Linked DNA regions of Gossypium hirsutum: region 2 is linked to region 1. A link is a contact called in public Hi-C data. All regions are on one chromosome and are shown on one strand. Each heading gives the region's core, a stretch centred on a gene start, on an enhancer-like site or on the middle of the called end of the contact. The rest is flanking DNA. Distances are from core to core; before and after follow the strand shown. Region 1 holds the start of LOC107904894 (transcription factor IIIA). Region 2 has its middle 18 kb from the start of LOC107904889.

Region 1 (5,132 bases), core at 1,791-4,290:
TGCACTATTCACTATTTCAAAATTTTCCTAACTTCACATTTTACTTATACTTACTAAATTAATAATATTTTCTACCCATTTGTCGAATTTAGTGATCTCAAATCACCGTTCCGACACTTCTGAAAATTCAGGCCATTATATTTTTTTTCTCGTCTAATTTGTGGTCCCGAAACCACTGTTCCGACTAGGCCTAAAATCGGGCTATTACAAGTTAGCATATTAATTGAATGTTCATTCTCATCTCCAGAAGACTGGGATGTTGTATGTAATTCGTCTATTTGTAATTCATCTGTTTCAGTAGATATATCATTTTCAGAAGAAGTTGTTTCTAATAGGATTTCATTTAATTTTTGTTCTATCTCTTCTTCTAAGTTTAAGTTATTGATTTTTCTTTTGATTTTACAATATTTTGAGATATGTCCTGGTTTTCCACATCTATAACATTTTATTGTTTTGTCAATTTTGTTTTCTGTTTTTTGTTGTTTCATCCCTTTTCTGTATTTTTATATTTAGGTTTTTTATAATATTCTGAAATATTCTTTTTCCTATTTTTTTGGCTTTTCAGGGCAACATGTTTTAGAAGAAGAAGGCTCATTCCTGATGTCAAATTGGTGGCAGAATGATCCTAATTCCTTTCTACATTGATATCTTTCTTTCTTGAGTTGTTTTTATAATTTTAAATCTTGACAAATTTTTAGTCCTTCTTTTTGGGTGAAACTAATTAGTTCACCATATGTAAGCTTTTCATATGGAATAATGCCTTTGTAATTTTCTCTTATTTGATTCCTAACTTTTTCTCCTAATAATGTGGGAAGTCCTGCTAGAAATTTTTCTTTCCAAAATGGTTGTTGGTTATCAGATCTTTGCATGACTCTAGTCATAAAGACATCTTTATACCATTTAAAATCGGTTAATTTTTTACATGTTAAATTTGATAATAATTCTGAATTTCTATCTTTAAGATGAGAAGGATCTCCAATAAAGTGTTTAGAGAATGAGAAAACTAAAGTTGCTACTGCATCTTGGATTTCTCTTCCTTGTTCGTCTAAAATAATTCTATCCGGCCCATTCAAAATAATTTTCTAACTCCGCCACATGCTAGGTAAGATAGATTTTAACCTATTCACAATTTCCTTAGTCAGGATTTTATATGGTACTGTGCATAAATTGGTGGGGCAAAATTTTAAAATAGACTTTGCATTAGCCTTATTGGGAATAGGATCAAATAGTGTCCGGTAAAAGAAAGGACATAGTTTACCACCACTAAAAACTCCCGGTATCAAGCTGCAAACTGATTGCCCAACCACATCTCATTATTTCTGATAGAACTGAGCATGTAATCCATTTTCCACTAGGCTTTAAGAGGTCACACGTCAAAGAGAGCTTTTTTGATCTCTTCCATTGTCATATCAACATTTAAAGGGAAAACTCCATAATAATAGCTAATTGCTTTAACTTCCAACTTATTTCCCTCGAAGCACCATAATGTATCTTCAAAGAAAAGAGCTCTAATTTGGTCCTTCCGTCTTCTACAAAGAGCTTTACTATGGAAGAATCTAGTATTACAGTCATCTTTTCCATACCAGTCCATCCGAGATTTTTGTCACCACAATAGCTCTTCTTGATCAAGAGCAGTCTCCAACTCAATATTCAAGTCTCGATCCACCTTTTCTAGCTTACAAGAGTGATGCCTCTTGAGTGCTGCTTATACACTCTGAAGTTTCGCTATCAACTTCTGTTTCTTGAACCGAATGCTCCCAAACACTTGTGAGTTCCACTGTCACAGCAGCTGCAAAGTGCTTTATCGTGTTTGACAAAGCTTTGTGATTGTCCCAATTTGCCTAAACTTGCTCATTGAAACCAATATGTGAAAGCCATCCGGAGAAGTAGTGAAATGGTTTAACTTTAGTGTCTCTGCTATGATTTAGAGTCTTCAGTAACAGAGGTCTATGATTTGGCTTTATTCTTGGCAGATGATACATTATCAACATAGGCTCCAGTAGTTCCCAAGCCAAATTACGTTATACTTTATCAAGACGTTCATAGGGGACCCTCCACTCCTTGTAAATTTGGGTCCTGTGAAACCAAGATCCTTCAGGTTATTATTAAACACAAAATTCTTAAAAGCTTGCAGCTCAACTTCCGGAACCACCCTGTGTCTCATTCTCGTGTAATAAAGCATTAAAATCTCCAAGTATGATCCATACTATCGTTGACTGATGAGCAGCACAACTTAATCTCTCCCATAATAGTCTTCGTCTCATACCATTCGGGATACCATACATTGTTGTGAAAAAGAATTTCAATTTATCAAATTTAAAAATGGACTAGAGTATTGAAGAAATTCATAATACTTCTACTATAATATGCTTTATATATACCACATGATTCTCAATCTAGTGTACATTTTGAATTAAATTTTTTTTATTCTTAAGTATTTTATAAAATTTGTAATATGAATTACTTTTATACATTTTTTTTGTGTTTTTAAACTTTTCTATTTTTTTCCTTATTTTTTTTGTTTTAATAAATAATGTTTATACTAAATATTTTGAATTTTGAAATTTTTTTTAACTTTTTTAAACATTACATAGCTTTAATCTTAGTTCACCAATCTATTTTCATTTTTCAAGAGTTTTCTATTTATAAAACTATTTATACTTCTTTTTTCCGAAAAATCATCCATACTTTTGAAACTTAATTAGCATATTATTTTATTCTATTATTTACTTATTTTTTTTATTTTTTATTACATTTATTTTATTAATCCATTTTATTTAGTACACGTGACTATCATGTTAATAAAAAATAACTATAAATGAACATTTCATTTTATATTTTATATTTTACATTTAAATTGTAGTACAAAATTTAGTATTAATGCAATTTTATTGAACAATTACAAATATTGTTAAATTTTTATATATTAAGTACTTTTTATTAAAACAAAAGCATTTAGAAATTCAATATTTTCAACAAAATTGGATGGGCCAAGGCCCAATCCTGTCTATTAAAACATTACCTTCCAAGGCAAATACTTGGGTAATTAGGCTATATATGAACATCTTGTGTCTCCAGCGTAGGATTTCCAGAGCGGCGCGCCTGTTTGCTGTCCTTAACAACCAGTCTCCGCGAAAATCCATTAAAAATGGAAGAAGAAAAAGTAGGAGGAGCCATCTTCAAAGACATAAGGCGTTATTACTGCGAATTTTGTGGAATCTGCAGATCTAAGAAGTCTCTCATCAACTCCCACATTCTCACTCATCATACGGTACCTGCCAATGGCTTCTTCTTTCTTTTCCCTTTTCAATTCAAATTGGCTTTAATTCTGAAGATTTATTTTTGTTTTGAACTGTGGGTTTGGTTCAGGACGAAGTAAACAAAGGGGGAAAGGAAGAAGAGGGAGCTTCATCGTCAAATACATGTGAAGAGTGCGGTGCTTCTTTCAAGAAGCCTGCTTATTTGAAGCAACACTTGCAAAGCCACTCGCTTGAGGTACTTTTTAACTTGTAATTAGTTTCACGGTCAAAAAGTTTTTTTTTTTTAATAATCCTTTTGATTGCCCAATAACTAATACTTTGTTAACTTAATCTTAGTTGATTCTTTGCTATCTGCCATATTTAGATATATAGAAGAATGATAGTTTTTGAAGATTTGGCTTACTCATAAACCAACTTCACGGTTTAACATGATTTTGGTATTTGTTTTATTTGCCTTAATTTTATAGCAATTTTAAACAATCATATGATAAGTGACTAAACAACCTATCTCTGTATCATGATGTCTTGTATCTTATTACCACCTCTCTTACCTGTTTGAGTGTAGGATACGAGTATATGTTTGATATGGATAAGCTCAATTGTTTTAAGTTTATTTATATATTTGGAGGATCATACCTTCATGCTATGCAAGACAAGGTTGCAATAGTGAAATTGAAGAGCCTGTGTAACATAGATTACCACTTATGATTTATGACATACTTTTTTTGCAGGAGCCAATTCATTTTATAATGTAACCAATGGATGTTATAGCGTGAAGCATTGGATCCCACAAAAAGAACTCCAAAATGCGAGAGGCTAAATTGTTGTAACTTGAATGGACCAGTATCAGGTTGGGAGACCTCCTGAGAAGCTCCATCAAGTGAGCCTCAATCACGCGGTGTGGTATACTTTTGAGGTTTGAAGACTTGTTAATGTGCATGCATGCATCAATATTGGTTGCTATGTACTAGTAATTCTAATAATCTTTCTTTTGTTACAGAGGCCATTTGTTTGTTTGGTTGAAGATTGTCATGCTAGCTACAGGAGGAAAGACCACTTGACTCGCCACCTTCTTCAGCACCAAGGAAAACTCTTTAAGTGTCTGATTGAGAATTGCAATAGAGAATTTGCATTTCAAGGCAATATGAAAAGGCATTTAAAAGAGTTTCATGATGAAGAGTCATCTGACTTGGATGCTGGAAGTCAGAAGCAATATGTCTGCCAAGAAGTAGGATGTGGAAAGGTGTTCGAATTTAAGTCAAAGCTTAAAAAGCACGAGGATTCTCATGGCAAGTTTCTTTTCGTTTACAGATTTCAAATTTGTAGCAAAGTGTCTTATTTCATGTTTCTAAAACTGAGTGGCATTCATAATATAATATCTTAATTCATTTTAATCTTATATTCCTTATTTTTAAAAAAGAAAAAGAAAAAGAAAACAGGCATGCACTCTTTGATTGAATTGTAGTAGTCAACATGTTGTCTGATGAATGCCTTAATTGTTATAGTTAAGCTGGATTCAGTGGAAGCCTTCTGTTCTGAACCAGGTTGCATGAAGTATTTTACTAACGAGCAATGCCTTAAGGCTCATGTGCTATCTAGCCATGCATATATTAACTGTCAAATATGTGGAGCAAAGCAGCTGAAAAAGAACATCAAGAGACACCTCCGATCACATGAACCAGGAGGGGTTGAATCAGAGAGAATTAAGTGTAATTTTGAGGGTTGTCTTCATACATTTTCAAATGTAAGATGTTGTGAACCTTGGATTAATTTACACATAAGAAGTTGAATGTGAAATTTTTGGACTAATCGAGTATTCATACTACAATCATTTTTTGATCAATTACATTTTTCTTCTTCACTGACATGTTG
Region 2 (5,132 bases), core at 1,391-3,890, 85 kb before region 1:
GCCCACACAAGCGTGTCTCTTGGCCGTGTGAAACACACGGGCGTGTGTACCTTGCACCTAGGAAAAATTTTTCGAATACTCGATTTAGTCCCTACTTATTTCTGATGCATATTTTGGGCCTCGTGGGATAATTTAAGGGATATGATTCATTATGAATGATTCCTGATATGAATGTTAAATGTTATGAAATATCTATATTTGATTTGTAAATTTTGGTAAGGCTCCGTAACCCTATTCTGTAGACGGATATGGGTTAGCGGTGTTACAACTATACTCTGTCTTTCACCTTGATGATAAACCTTGTTTCTGTGGTGCCAAATTGCCCAAAAAACAATGGCTAACCATTTGCATTGATCCTCTCTTATACTAACAGACGAATTTGCTAACCACGTTTTCCAACTTTGTCCTTGAATATTGGGTGAGACATCGATCCCCACCCATTGCAGGACACTTTTGATGAACGTGCAATCTCGAAAAATGTGGCTCACTGATTCTTGCATTGTACGATAGAGAGGACAAAAATTCATCACCAACAACTTCCTCAACTATAAATTGTCAAACGTAGGAATGTAATTATTAGCTAGTTTCCATATTGTAATTTTAATTTTGCTCGGAATTTGTAATCTCCATAATTTTTTGTAGAAATTCTGTTATAGTGTAGATTGTTGTGTCACTTCCCTATGTGATCTTGTCGCATCCCCATTTAGCAGCCACTTATATCCACTTTTTACTGAATGCACACTTGCATTTTCACCCCTCCACACCCTCTTATCTCTAAGATCAACTTCAACAACTGGGATAGTCAATATTATGTTTACTTTCTCTTCAACAAAAAGCTTTCTCAAGGCCTCCAAATTCCAAGTAGCCAACTCTAGATTAATAAAATATGCTATTGTTGTATAATTAATATCAATATTCTGAACTGTTACTTTTCTATGTCTAAGCCCTGGTAACCAAGCATTGTTCCAAATATTTATTGATCTGTCATTTCCAACTCTCCACCCCATGCCTAGTTCTAGAAGTCTCCTCGCACCCCAAATGCTCATTCAAGAATATGAAGGGTGAGAACCTAAACTAGCACTCATAAAGTTATTTTTTGGATAGTACTTTGCTTTCATGACACGAGCAAACAAACAATCCAGTTTCATAATTAATCTCCAGCCTTGATTTGCAAGCAACATTATGTTGAACTTTTTCAAATCCCTAAACCCCAATCCTCCTTGTGCCTTGGGCTTGCACATCCCCCTCCAATCACTCCAATGGATTCCCTTCCTTGTTTTAGAATTTCTCCACCAGAATTTACTAATAATACTTTCCAATTCATGACATACTGTAACAAGCAATAAAAAAACATTGCATTGTATCAACTGGGATAGCTTGTAAAATTGATTTTATAAAAACTTCTTTACCTCCAAGCGACAACTGACGCGCACTCTAACTTTCTATGCATTTTATGAATATGTAATTATTATAAGGTTAATACTAATTAATTTATAATTAATTAATTTAACAAATAATATAAATACATAAAAAATCATTTGATATAATTTATTTTTAATTATTATATACCATAATATAATTGTAATAAATTTTTATTATGTTTAAGTTTATAAAATAAAATAAATTAAAATTTTTATTCTACATATTTTAATCTTTTAATCCAATGTCTATAATGGTCATTTTTTTTCTCCTTGCAATAATTCAATTCACTGCTATAATTGAATCCAAATACATACTTAACCACTGATTTTGGTCTCACCACTACAGTATCCAATTTCACAACTACAATAATTAATCTCGCTACCAACATTATTTTTAATCTCACCAAAAGCGTCTATCCAAATGGAATATTTGAAAGCCTGCATAACCTCACACACATACACAAACATGAAGTTTTTAGATTCCATAAGTAGGGTTAAAGTGATGACAAGTATTCTATAAGATATAGTAAAATGTTTTTAAAAAAATAAATATAAATATAAATATATATAAAAGAAATGAGAGACACCTGACAATTTTTTAAATTTACTTGTGGAATTAAAAATACCTGTGTACCAAATTTTTTTAATTTCATTCGTATCCTTTGGTGTATTTTCTTTGTGAAATATAGGGATGACAAAAATTTCTAAACCCGACGGGTTTTGGCCCAATCTAATTTGATCTAATAGGGTCAACCTTTTTCTTTGAAATCAGGTTTCAAGGCGGGTCAATTAAAAAATTCGCATGCTCATAATAAAATTATGAAAATGCCCTTATATATAATATTGACAAAATTAATGGTTATCTATTTTAAAAAATAACGGATAAATTGATTGTTTTTGCTGACCGAACAACATGGGCAAAAGTGCCTTGTAAAACCCGCCTTTTGAAATACATTTAATACAAAATATACTTTTCTTTGATATGTCATTTTTGTTGATCAAATGATTAAATGTGGGTGTCTCGGTTGGAATCCTCTCCCAAAAATGAAAAAAATGAGAACGTCACCATTCAACCAAAAAACATGATATGTCAAAAAGAAAAAGGGTGCTCTTTTGCCTAGTGAACAAAAACAATCCATTTCTTTAAATAATGTAGGAAGTAACATACATTTTCGAGGATTTCAAATCAGATGGGATCAATAAAGGTATCTCGAGTCGAAATTGGGTGGCCCAAAACCGCAAAGCTGGACCATGGTGGCATTTTCGCTTTACAACGCGGCTATAACTTGAATTTGTTGTAGATATATAAAAATATACTACATTTTCTTGGGGGCTCAAAAGTGCAGAATACCACCTAGCAGCTTATAGAGGTACTTTTGACAAGTGCCTCAAAAACCTAGAAGCTATAATGCATGTAATTTTAGTGTGGTACAGGTAAACCAAGCTCTGCAGAGAATGTTAGCAAGAGAAGATGGGGTGATCCCTCATATAGTTCATTGGCCACATCTTCTTCATGCCTTCACCTGCTACCCATCGTTTATTTTTTTACAAAATATTTATGAGCAACGATAGATATTTTACTCTCTTTTTTTAAATCATATTTTTAAGTTTTTATCCATGTGATAATATTAAAATTTCCATCTATTTTGAGATGGTTTGACAAAAACACAAATTTAAAATTAGAAAAGATGAAAATTTAAATTAAAAACTAAAATATTTAAAAAAAATTGGAAAGCCAAATAAAGTTTAAAATTACTCCACCAAACCTTGGCTAAGAATTGTATGAAACAGTGATTTCACGTTATTTCTGTCACTTTCTAATAAAAGAATGACAAATTAAATTTTTTTCTCCTAGCTTTCAGCTTTTTTCTCTTGACAAAATTCAAATCCAACTAAAAATACTAAAAGGAAAAAGGAAAAATCTAATTTATCATTTTTTCTATTAAAAATGAATAAAATTATTATGAAATCACAGTTTTATACAATCTTCTTCTCAAACCTCTCACCAAAACATACCCTAACGTCTAATTAAGAATTTATGTCTTGCTATTTTATCTTTTTATGATCAAAGATTTTCTTTATAACATCGTTTAGCACTATATTAATCAAACAACTAAATGATGTTATAAAGAAAATCTTTATTTAATTTTTGTTAAATATGCAATGAAGGTTAATTTTTGCTATTAATCTGTATTTTTTTACAGAAGTTGTAAATTTAGAGGCTGTACTAAATTTGATTAATTGTTTCTTTTTAATTTTCAAATTAATTTTTTTAGTCTTATTCCAAACAGTAATATTCAAATTTATTTAATTAAATTCAATCATTAGTCTTGTACTATGCGTATAATTGTAGATTTGACCTTTATTCTCAATTGGATCATTTTAAGTTCCCATATTAAAGTAAATAAAAAATATTTATTGTTTTTGTTTGGAATTAATTCAATTGTTATTCGTTGTATATTGTTTAGAGAAAAGAAAAGAAAGTAGAGGTTGATGTGGTGGGGATTGGATCAATATGATGTTAAATCAAAGATGGAAAGTGTAGAACACTTTTTGAAATAAATAAATGGGTTTGAAAATTATGAGCCCAAAGGAAATAAATACAAAAACTTTCGCTCTTCATTTTCTTCAGTTCCTATCGTACAAAACAGGAAGCCCTTTTCTTTAACTCAATTCAACTTCCCGTTTAATTGGAGCTAAGTGCTAAAACTCATATTGAAACACATATGTGGTGGTCGAAACTACCAAGTTATTTTGTGAAACAAATGTATTTAGTTTATTATTTTATTTTCATTATTTCAATTTGTTTTTATTTAAAGTAAAAAAGTAAATCTATTTATATCTAATTAATTAATATTTTAATTCAAAATTAATTAGGTTTAGAAGAGACCAACCAACCTAGAGTCAATGATTAAAAGATCTGTCAATTCCAAGAGATTGGATGATGGAAAAAATTAATAGTTCTAGTACTTCTAAACCAGTTAGTACTACAGGATATATGTCATCAGGCAATAAATTGTATTTTAAAAATAATTGTATAACAAATACAAATAAAAATTTAGTTTTACCCTCTAGTTCTCAACCAGATGAAGAAGAGGATAATATTAGTACAAACAGTACACCAATAGGAATTAAAACTGTTCAAATTCTTATATTTCCTACTGATCCTAGTAATAATTCTATAAAAACTAGAATGGAAGAAATTCAAACTTCAACAATTGATAAAAAGTCAAAAGTTGGAATAAATATCAAAATCACATTTCAATTTAGAAAATATAAAAAATATTCTCTAAATGCTTTTATTGATACTGGAGCTACAATCTGTAGTTGCAGAAGAAATGCAATTCCTATAGAAAAATGGGAATTAATGAAAAAACCTATAAAAATAATAGGAATAGACGGTAGTAAAACTATTATACATTATAAAGTTAAAAATTTACCAATCTACATAAACAATGTTAGATTTGTGATTCCTAAAATTGTATGTTTTCCTAACATGAAAGGAGACATATTATTAGGAAATAATTTTATATGTAAATATTTACCTTTTACTATAGATAAAAATTCTATTTGGTTATCAGTAAAAGATGATTTTATAGAAATTCCAATTGAAGAAAATAATAAAATTGTGTGTAATAAAAATTTTACACATATTAAAATTAATTAGTAGTTTATTACTAATATTTGCTGATTTTTTGAGCAGGCCTCATG

The links. Hi-C and Micro-C count contacts between places; a contact is called where the count stands out from the background.
Region 2: a contact with region 1 is called in a Hi-C map of leaf, with 4 times the contacts expected there. The contact joins the enhancer-like site here to the promoter of LOC107904894 in region 1. A contact is called at or near these places in 4 of 34 Hi-C or Micro-C datasets (callus, hypocotyl and leaf).

What each region holds. Positions count from the first base shown.
Region 1 is chrD05:27,352,082-27,357,213 of Gossypium_hirsutum_v2.1, reverse strand. LOC107904894 (transcription factor IIIA) reads left to right here and starts at 3,040. Exons shown (of 6, transcript XM_016831409.2): 1 at 3,040-3,271; 2 at 3,370-3,495; 3 at 4,261-4,549; 4 at 4,805-5,004. The coding sequence starts at 3,149.
Region 2 is chrD05:27,437,124-27,442,255 of Gossypium_hirsutum_v2.1, reverse strand. No RefSeq gene overlaps it. Among protein-coding and RNA genes, the nearest start is that of LOC107904889, 18 kb to the left of the region's middle. Within about 2 kb of position 2,640, at least 5 of the 9 cell types and tissues checked have an H3K27ac peak or open chromatin away from gene starts, as enhancers often do. A contact at or near this core is called in hypocotyl and leaf, where this site is marked.